Regions from separate parts of the Sus scrofa genome. Here region 2 is linked to region 1. The links are chromatin contacts, called in public Hi-C maps. All regions are on one chromosome and are shown on one strand. The core of a region is the stretch at or near the end of the contact, and the rest is flanking DNA. Distances in the headings are between cores, read along the strand shown. Region 1 has its middle 37 kb from the start of TTR. Region 2 overlaps LOC106510687 (a long non-coding RNA gene).

What was found. Hi-C and Micro-C count contacts between places; a contact is called where the count stands out from the background.
Region 2: a Hi-C map of liver shows a contact between it and region 1, with 2.1 times the contacts expected there. The contact joins two enhancer-like sites. A contact is called at or near these places in 2 of 47 Hi-C or Micro-C datasets (liver and skeletal muscle).

Annotation. Positions count from the first base shown.
Region 1 is chr6:115,457,074-115,461,067 of Sscrofa11.1, forward strand. No RefSeq gene overlaps it. Among named protein-coding and RNA genes, the nearest start is that of TTR, 37 kb to the right of the region's middle. Within about 2 kb of position 2,163, at least 5 of the 83 cell types and tissues checked have an H3K27ac peak or open chromatin away from gene starts, as enhancers often do. A contact at or near this core is called in liver, where this site is marked.
Region 2 is chr6:115,828,036-115,832,029 of Sscrofa11.1, forward strand. The region is part of intron 3 of LOC106510687 (a long non-coding RNA gene); the gene reads right to left. Among named protein-coding and RNA genes, the nearest start is that of RNF125, 28 kb to the right of the region's middle. Within about 2 kb of position 2,341, at least 10 of the 83 cell types and tissues checked have an H3K27ac peak or open chromatin away from gene starts, as enhancers often do. A contact at or near this core is called in liver, where this site is marked.

The sequences.
Region 1 (3,994 bases), core at 913-3,412:
CCCTGCTTGTAAAGCTGGCAAAAGACGCATTTAGTTTTAAAAAGATGGATACACCATCTGAAAGGGATAGAGAAAGAATTAACAGTTACAAGTTTTCCAAAGTAGAGGAAGGGATAAAGGGAGGGAAAGTTTCTCTTTTTGCGCCAGGAAAAATTCTGTTTTTTTCTCTTTTTTAAGATTTCAACTTGCCCTTGAGATTCTAGGGCTACATTCTATGCGGTGAGCAGCCATCAACTGAAAAGCACAAACAGACCGTCTCTATCATTGTGGAAAGTTTGTTTTATATTTGTTTGTTTGGTTGGTTGGTTGGTTTTACAGCATAGCTCTAGAAATTACAGTATGCATCTTTAATTTCTTGTAGTTTACCTTCAAATATTCTACTACTCCACAATGTACATAAACCTTGGACTTTCTTTGTGGATCTTGCTGTGTCACTGACCTTGATACGCCCCGTTGGCTCTCATGCATTATTGGCGTGAGTATTCTGAAACTCTATCAAGCCCATTTGTGAGTGGAAATAGACGAGCTACAGAGGCTCCACCAATCCATGAGCCAAGTTGAGAAAATGAGATGAGGGGTGATGTGTACCTCTTACAAATCCAGATAGCCGTGGGCCGAAGATTCCCCATGTCCCCTTCATGTCACTCTCTGCCCTTTCTCACTGGCTCTAATCTATGGCTGCTTCCCCAGACATCCTTGTCATCTGGCCTTGACTTGGCCACTGGGAGGCATTGGCTGAGGTTGCAAGAAAGAGAGAAATAAAGTCAGGGCATTTCCTCCCGTCTCCTTCTTCCAGCACTTTCTAGGCATCTCGCTCCACACAGCAACACCATTTCTGAGTTGAGAACCCACTCTTCCTCCCTCTGCACCTGGAGGCCTGTGGGTGTTGACTGTCCCCTCCTCAAACATTGCCCAACTTGGGATCCTAGACCATCCTATTCGGATTCTCCCATCTGCCTCACCTTTTGCATTCGATCCATTAAACCTTCCTCACTTTCATCTGCTTCCCTGGGGACACTCACTGACATTCAGCTGCTAAACAATGGCTCATGTTTAAAGTCATAAAAACCCCCTTTAAAAAATTCTGTTGGGAGTTCCCATCGTGGCTTATTGGCAATAAATCTGACTAGAATCCATGAGGATGCAAGTCCAATCCCTGGCCTCGCTCAGTGGGTTAAGGATCCAGCGTTGCTGTGTGCAGGTTGGATCCCACATTGCTGTGGCTATGGTGTAGGCTGGCAGCTGCAGCTCTGATTCCACCCTTAGCCTGAGAAACTCCATATGCCACGAGCATGGCCATAAAAAGCAAAAAAAAAAAAAAAAAAAAAAAAAAAAAATTAAAAATAAAATAAAAAATTCTGTTGTGTTAGTCTGCTTGGGTTGCCATGACAAAGCTCTCAGACTGGGGGTTTAAACAACAGACCTTTATTTTTTCATACATCTAGAGGCCAGAAGCCTGATGTCAAGGTGTCAGCAGGGTTGGTTTCTTCCCAGGCCTCCTTCCTTGGCTTGTCAACGGCCCTCTTCTCCCTTATCTTCACCTGCCTCTCCCTCTGTATGTGTCTACATCCATATTTCCCCTTCTTATAAGGATGCCAGTCATGGTGAATTAGGGCCCAGCCCCATGACCTTATTTTAACTTAACTACCTCTGTAAAGACTTTAGCTCCAGTGGTTCCCATCAGGGCTCAGTGGTTAACGAACCCAACTAGTATCCATGAGGATGTGGGTTCAATCCCTTGCCTCACCCGGTGGGTTAAGGATCCAGTGTTGCCCTGAGCTGTGGTGTAGGATGCTGCTCCGATCCCATGTTGCTGTGGCTGTGGTGTAGGCCAGCAGCTATAGCTCTGATTCAACCCCTAGCCTGGGAATCTCCATATGTTGTGCATGCGGCCCTGAAAAAAAGGCAAAAGCAAAAAAACACTTTAGTTCCAAATATTGTCACCTTCCAAGGTAATAGGAGTTGGGATTTCAACAGATGAACTTTGAGGGAACAGAACTCAGCCCGTAACACCTAGTAAACAAACAGACTTGGCTTGAAAATCTGTACTATTTTTTCCCATGAAAGTCATGCATTTCCTCAAACAACTCTTTGGTGAATAATTAACACAAATTGCTGGAAACCGTAACACAATGTAAACCTGAGTTGAAAGTAGCCTGAATGAAGAGACTGCAGAGTCGCTATGGAGCCTTTAGCCACAACCAGAGGCAATAACACCAAAGCATGTATGTGGTTGTACAATTTCCAAAGGAAGGGTCTAAGATCATCGATGGCAGCCAACACCCCAGCTAGGTGGCCTTGGATGCAGGCTTCACACAGCTTTTCTGTTTCCTCAGAGGCTCTGCAACCCGAACTCCACAAACAACTCTTCCACTAAGCGAGGGGAAGACTGATCATTCTTGCCTGTGGAACTAATTCTAAGGAGTGTATTTTTGTTTTTGTTTTTGTTTTGCTTTTTAGGGCCACACCCCCCGGCATATGGAAGTTCCCAGGCTAGGGGCCCAATTGGAGCTGTAGCCGCTGGCCTACACCACAGCCACAGCAACTCAGGATCCGAGCCACATCTTCGACCTACACCACAGCTCATGGCAACACCAGAGACTTAACCCAATGGGTGAAGCCAGGGATCGAACCCGAAACCTGATGCTTCCTAGTCGGACTCGTTTCCACTGAGCCACGCGACGGGAACGTAAGGAGTGTTTTTTGCTTACTTGCTTCTGAGGCTTTTGTACTTAGCTCAGTGGCCTTTCCTGCTTTCTTTTGTAGTCTAAATTTAGGTCCATGCAAATTATTTCCTTCTTCCCTTCTAGTTTTAAAAAATATTTATATAAAGACCTTAACGTATGGTGATCTGCTTCTTCGTTATGACTTCTATTGTGATGTCTGCGAGATAATTCATTTCAAAACCACTTCATTGTAAGATGTGTGATAAACATGTGTACATGTTAATTCTAATTTGTTTCCTGGGAGTGGTTGGTGTTTGAAGAATTCTTTTTTTTTTTTCTTTTCTTCTCTTTTTGGGGCCATACCTGTGGCATATAGAAGTTCCTGAGCTAGGGGTTGAATGGAAGCTACAGCTGCCAGCCTACACCACAGCCACAGCAATGCTAGATCCGAGCTGCATCTGTGACCTACACCGCAGGATACTTAACCCACTGAGCAAGGCCAGGGATTGAACCCACAGCCTCATGGATACTAGTCAGGTTCTTAACCCACTGAGCCACAAAAAGAACGTCAGTGTTTGAAGATTTTTAATCAGAAATGCCCACTCGGATTACTTAGCCCTTCAAATGTCATTTCCAAAATCCACACTGGAAGATTTGCTCATTAGCATGAGGGACAGATGTAATGGTTAAATGGTCAAACGAGTGGTTTTGAGACTGGTGATTGTTTAGGCACTGGGTGTACCGTTCCCATCCAACAGGAAGGTCCATGAACGTGGCATGAGAATAAGGCAACCCCGCCGGTCCCATAGTTCCTGCAGCACCAGAACCTCACCTGTGCCATGTGCTTCTACTCCCAGGAGATTCCTGCCGGCTGACGGACCACAATACTGGCTCGTCCTGGCATCTGAACATGATGGTGCCTGCCTCAGAATGGACCTTGCATCGACTGCTGGTCAGAAGTGACTCGGGCTGAGAGCAGAAAGGCCCTGAGCTACAAAATCATGTTGAATGACTTTCTGGACCTGCCTGTTAATAAATATTTGTACATTTTGTAGACTTGGTTTAATATTTGCTTGTTTTGTCATAAACCACTGGTATAGCCTCCCCCCCCCATATCTCTAACTAGCAGAAATGATCAATATTTAATTTTTTTTAAGTTGTCATTTGCTAGCCAGAATGTCTACTGAATTTATCGTTTTCTGGAAGATGTCCTGGCTAGGTTCAACTCCTTCTTTCTTTCACTCCCATTTCCACATTTTTAAAGTGTTACTAAAATATTTTCTTGCATTATACATACTTCGTTGGAGGGGAGGGGAAGGCAAAATACA
Region 2 (3,994 bases), core at 1,091-3,590, 370 kb after region 1:
TCAGGGATATTCCTGCCCAGGTTTCAACTGGATATTTTTGGCCAAGCGTGGAACCTCAATATTCTACATGCCAGGGTCCACTAAGGCTTCTACCTCAGCTTCAGATTCAATTGGATCCTCTCTGTTTTCTGTTAGAACCATTTGGTGATGAGGGTGGTTCCCTTGTTCGGCAAGAAACAGAGTGACCTCTAACTTAGTTAATAAATCTCTTCTTATTAAAGGGATGGGACAATCAGGTACAAACAGAAAGGAATGTAAAACCTGCTGGTCATTGATGTTGCCCTTGCCTCTTCCCTCACAGCCCCATTACATACTCCTTATGATTACTAAGATTTCCAGTCCTTTGGGTTAAGACCAAGAAGTTTGCACCAGTATCTATAAGAAATTCTATTAAATGGCCTGCCAAATCAATGACCACCCAAGTCTCCAGTCTCAGTATTTGTTATGTAGATGGTATGTCTAGGCAGAGCCACTTTTGGCTTCAGGCCCCCTGGATCTTCTGATTGCAAAACCATCGATGGCTGAGGGGCCCCTGTCACTCTGGCATCTGGGGCATTCCCTCTTCCAATGCCCTGGGTGCTTGCAGAAGGCACATCCATCGCAATCTTTTCTCCAGTGCCCCTTTTGTCCACACAGGGTACACTGGTCCTGTCTGGGTACCTGTTGACCTAATATCTGCCAGGCCCAGATAGGCCTGGAAAAGCCAGTCTCGCCATTGGTGGTCTCTGAGCAGACAAAGCTACTGCAATCATTTGAACCTTTTGCATATTTCTCTGGGTGCTTTCAGACTTTTTGGCCACATTCCTATTATTGAAAACCAAATAAGCCAATTGGAACAAATTGTTCATTGGAGTCTGAGGACCAGCAGTTGCTTTCTAAAGTCTGCACCTCATGTCTGAGGCAGACCGGGCTATGCAATGCATAGCCAAAAGGGCCTGTCCCTCGGGGGAGGAGGGATCCACATTTGTATACTTCCTAAAAGCCTCTACTAGTCTCCCTTGGAAGACTGCAGGATTTTCATCCTGTCTCTGTTGGACCTCTCTCAACTTCTCGTAATTTACAGGTTTTAATGTAAGTTTCTTCGTAGCCTCTATTAAACAGTTAATCATATGATCCCATCTATCTCTATCAATAGAATTCGCGTGGTAGTTCCATTGTGGATCTGCCTCAGGAACAGCATCATTCCCCACACAGTGCACTACATGGCCCCGTCGGGCCTGGGGTGCCAGTTGGTCTGCATGGGCTCTGGCCACCAGTATTATACACTTTTTTCTCAGGGCTGCAGCAGTAAGATCTGAAAATCCCCCCATCTGAGAGCAAAAGATCTCACTAGTCAGGTAAACCCCTTTGTAAAGCATTCAGTATCCACAGAAAAACCCTAACCTGTTCCTCTGCCATACTTACATTAGACATTGAGAAAGGTACATGAATTCTAATAGTTCCCTGATTTCCTTCAGGAACTTCTCTCAGGCAAAACCGTAGGGGCAGTAGATTGGTAATTTAAACCAATGGGAGTGCTAGCTGGGCTAAGTATGGGCCTCTTGGGCAATTCCTGATATAAAGAAAAGGTTTCCAAATGTGCAAGGAACCTCTTTTCATCCCCATCTCTGTCAATAGCCTCAGCTGGAGGAGGGGCTCCCACCTCAAGGGTGGTTGGTGTTGGTGCAGCCAGATCCATTTCAGACCCAACCCCAAGGTGATTTCTCTAACTCCTATATTATCCAAATTCCACTCTTAGGTCAAAATCTACCACTCAATTTTGTCAAAATTTGCACTTACTATTTTAGATGTTATCCCTTCCAAGGTAGTCTTCCAACTAGGTATTAGTGCCTGAGAAATTGCCAACAGAAGGTGCCCCCAGCAGCATCCACGATGGGTGAGAGTTGGACTGGCTGCAAGCTGGGAATAAAGCATAGCACCCTGTGTCTTGACTCACTGAGGTTCAGGTCTTCATGTCTCCTTGCAGAAGGAATTCAGCAAGAGACAAAGTGATAGGCAGTAAATAGATTTATTAAGATAGGACGCTTGTGAGAGGTGCAAGTGGGCAGGCACGGAAGCTCTGCCTCAAGGAAAGTGCTTTTAATTAAAGGAGAAATTATAATGATAGACAACAGTGTCTTGGAAAGTATTTTAGAGTCAAGTGGTGCCTAAAACCTTAAGAAAGAGAAACTCAAGTCCTTGACTTAGCAGGGAGATGGAGAGACCACCGGAGGAAAGCTGGAGAGGAGGGTAGCTGCTTGGGAGTCACAGCCAAGGTGACACTGTGGTTGCTGGAACTCCCCAAAGCACTCTGACCCAATGACCTACTTTGTGCAGAGCTGGGAGTGCTGTAGATTACAGCACAAGCGGAATTGGCAGAGACCAGTCAGTGCAAAGCTCATTGTGTCTATTTGCCCCTATTTGAGGACTGTTTGTACTTTAACCAGTTAATTGGATTAACAGCAGCACTTGCCCTATCACAGGAAGCATGACTCTTTTCTCAGAGTAAAACAGGCATTAGTCTTGAGACTTGGCCAAACTCACTCCCCTAGGAAGCGGGTGGGAGGGTCTGACTCAGCTGACAACAGAAGTCCAGCCAGGAGGGCAAAGGACAGTGTTCTCAGGTCAAGGCAATCTGTGTCTGGGAGATCTGTTGCGACCTCCACTCCCAGCCTGCCTGGGTTTCAAGGACAGGTTTTTGGTGGTCAATGAGAAGACAGGAAAATGCCAGGCAAAGATCCAGCACCAGGCGAAGTACGGATAACTAGCCTGTGCAGTACTGACTAATGCCTGTGACCTTGATATAAGTATACATAGCATCCCCTTGCATCCTCAGTAGGGTCCTGCTTCAGACGAATAATTATGTCATTCTTGGAAGGGGATGCTTGGAATACCAGGAAAACAACTTTTGCACCAGGAACCAAGGCAGAAGCCATCTTTGCAAATTAAGGCAAGAGGGAGGAAGTAGGAAATAGGAACTGTGACCCAGGACCACTTGTGGTAGGAGGATGGCAAGAAGGCTTCCCTTGCAATTGCTGGGAATCTCAGAGTCAATATCAGTGACATCCACAGCAGAATGGCAGTAAGGTTCTTTGTCCTTATTCACAATGACTCCTGCAATCCTACCAAATGCAAGAAGGATCCTTTCCAAATACATGGGCAAGGCACTGGGCCATATAAGGCAGAGATTTCAAATTACTTATAATCTAATTGGAAGTTAAATAGTTATGAGTCTTTTAAAATAGTTACCAGTTTTAAATAGTAATCCAAGACAGCAACAGAATCATTATCACAACATGGGCCTGGTTAATTGTCAAACAAACTGTGTTAGCTGTGATTTTTTTTTATATATAATTGATTTACAATGTTATGTCAATTTCTGCTGTACAGCAAAGTGACCCAGTCATATATATAATACATTCTTTTCCTCATATCATCCCCCATCACGTTCTATCCCAAGATATTGGACACAGTTCCCTGTGCTATACAGCAGGATCCTATTGTCCATCCATTCTAAATGTAAGTTTGCAGAGTTCCTGTCACAGCCCAGGAGTAACGAACCCAACTAGTATCCATGAGGATGCAGGTACTATCCCTGAGCTGGAATTGTGGTGAGCTGTGGTGTAGGTCACAGGTGCAACTCTGATGTGGCGTTGCTGTTGCTGTGGTGTAGGCCAACAGCTACAGCTCCAATTCAACCCCTAGTCTGGGAACTTCCATATGCTGTGGGTGTGGCCCTAAAAAGACAAAAAAATTAAAAATAAAAATAAATGTAATAATTTTCACCCACTAACCCCAGACTCCCAGTCCATTTCACTCTACCCCCTCTCCACCTTGGCAACCACAAGTCTGCTCTCTGTCTATGAGCCTGTTTCTGTTTTGTAGATAGTTTCATTTGTGCCATATTTTAAATTCCACATATAAATGATATCATACTGTATTTTTCTTTCTCTTTCTGACTTACTTCACTTGGTATGAGAATCTCTAATTGTATCCATGTGGCTGCAAATGGTAT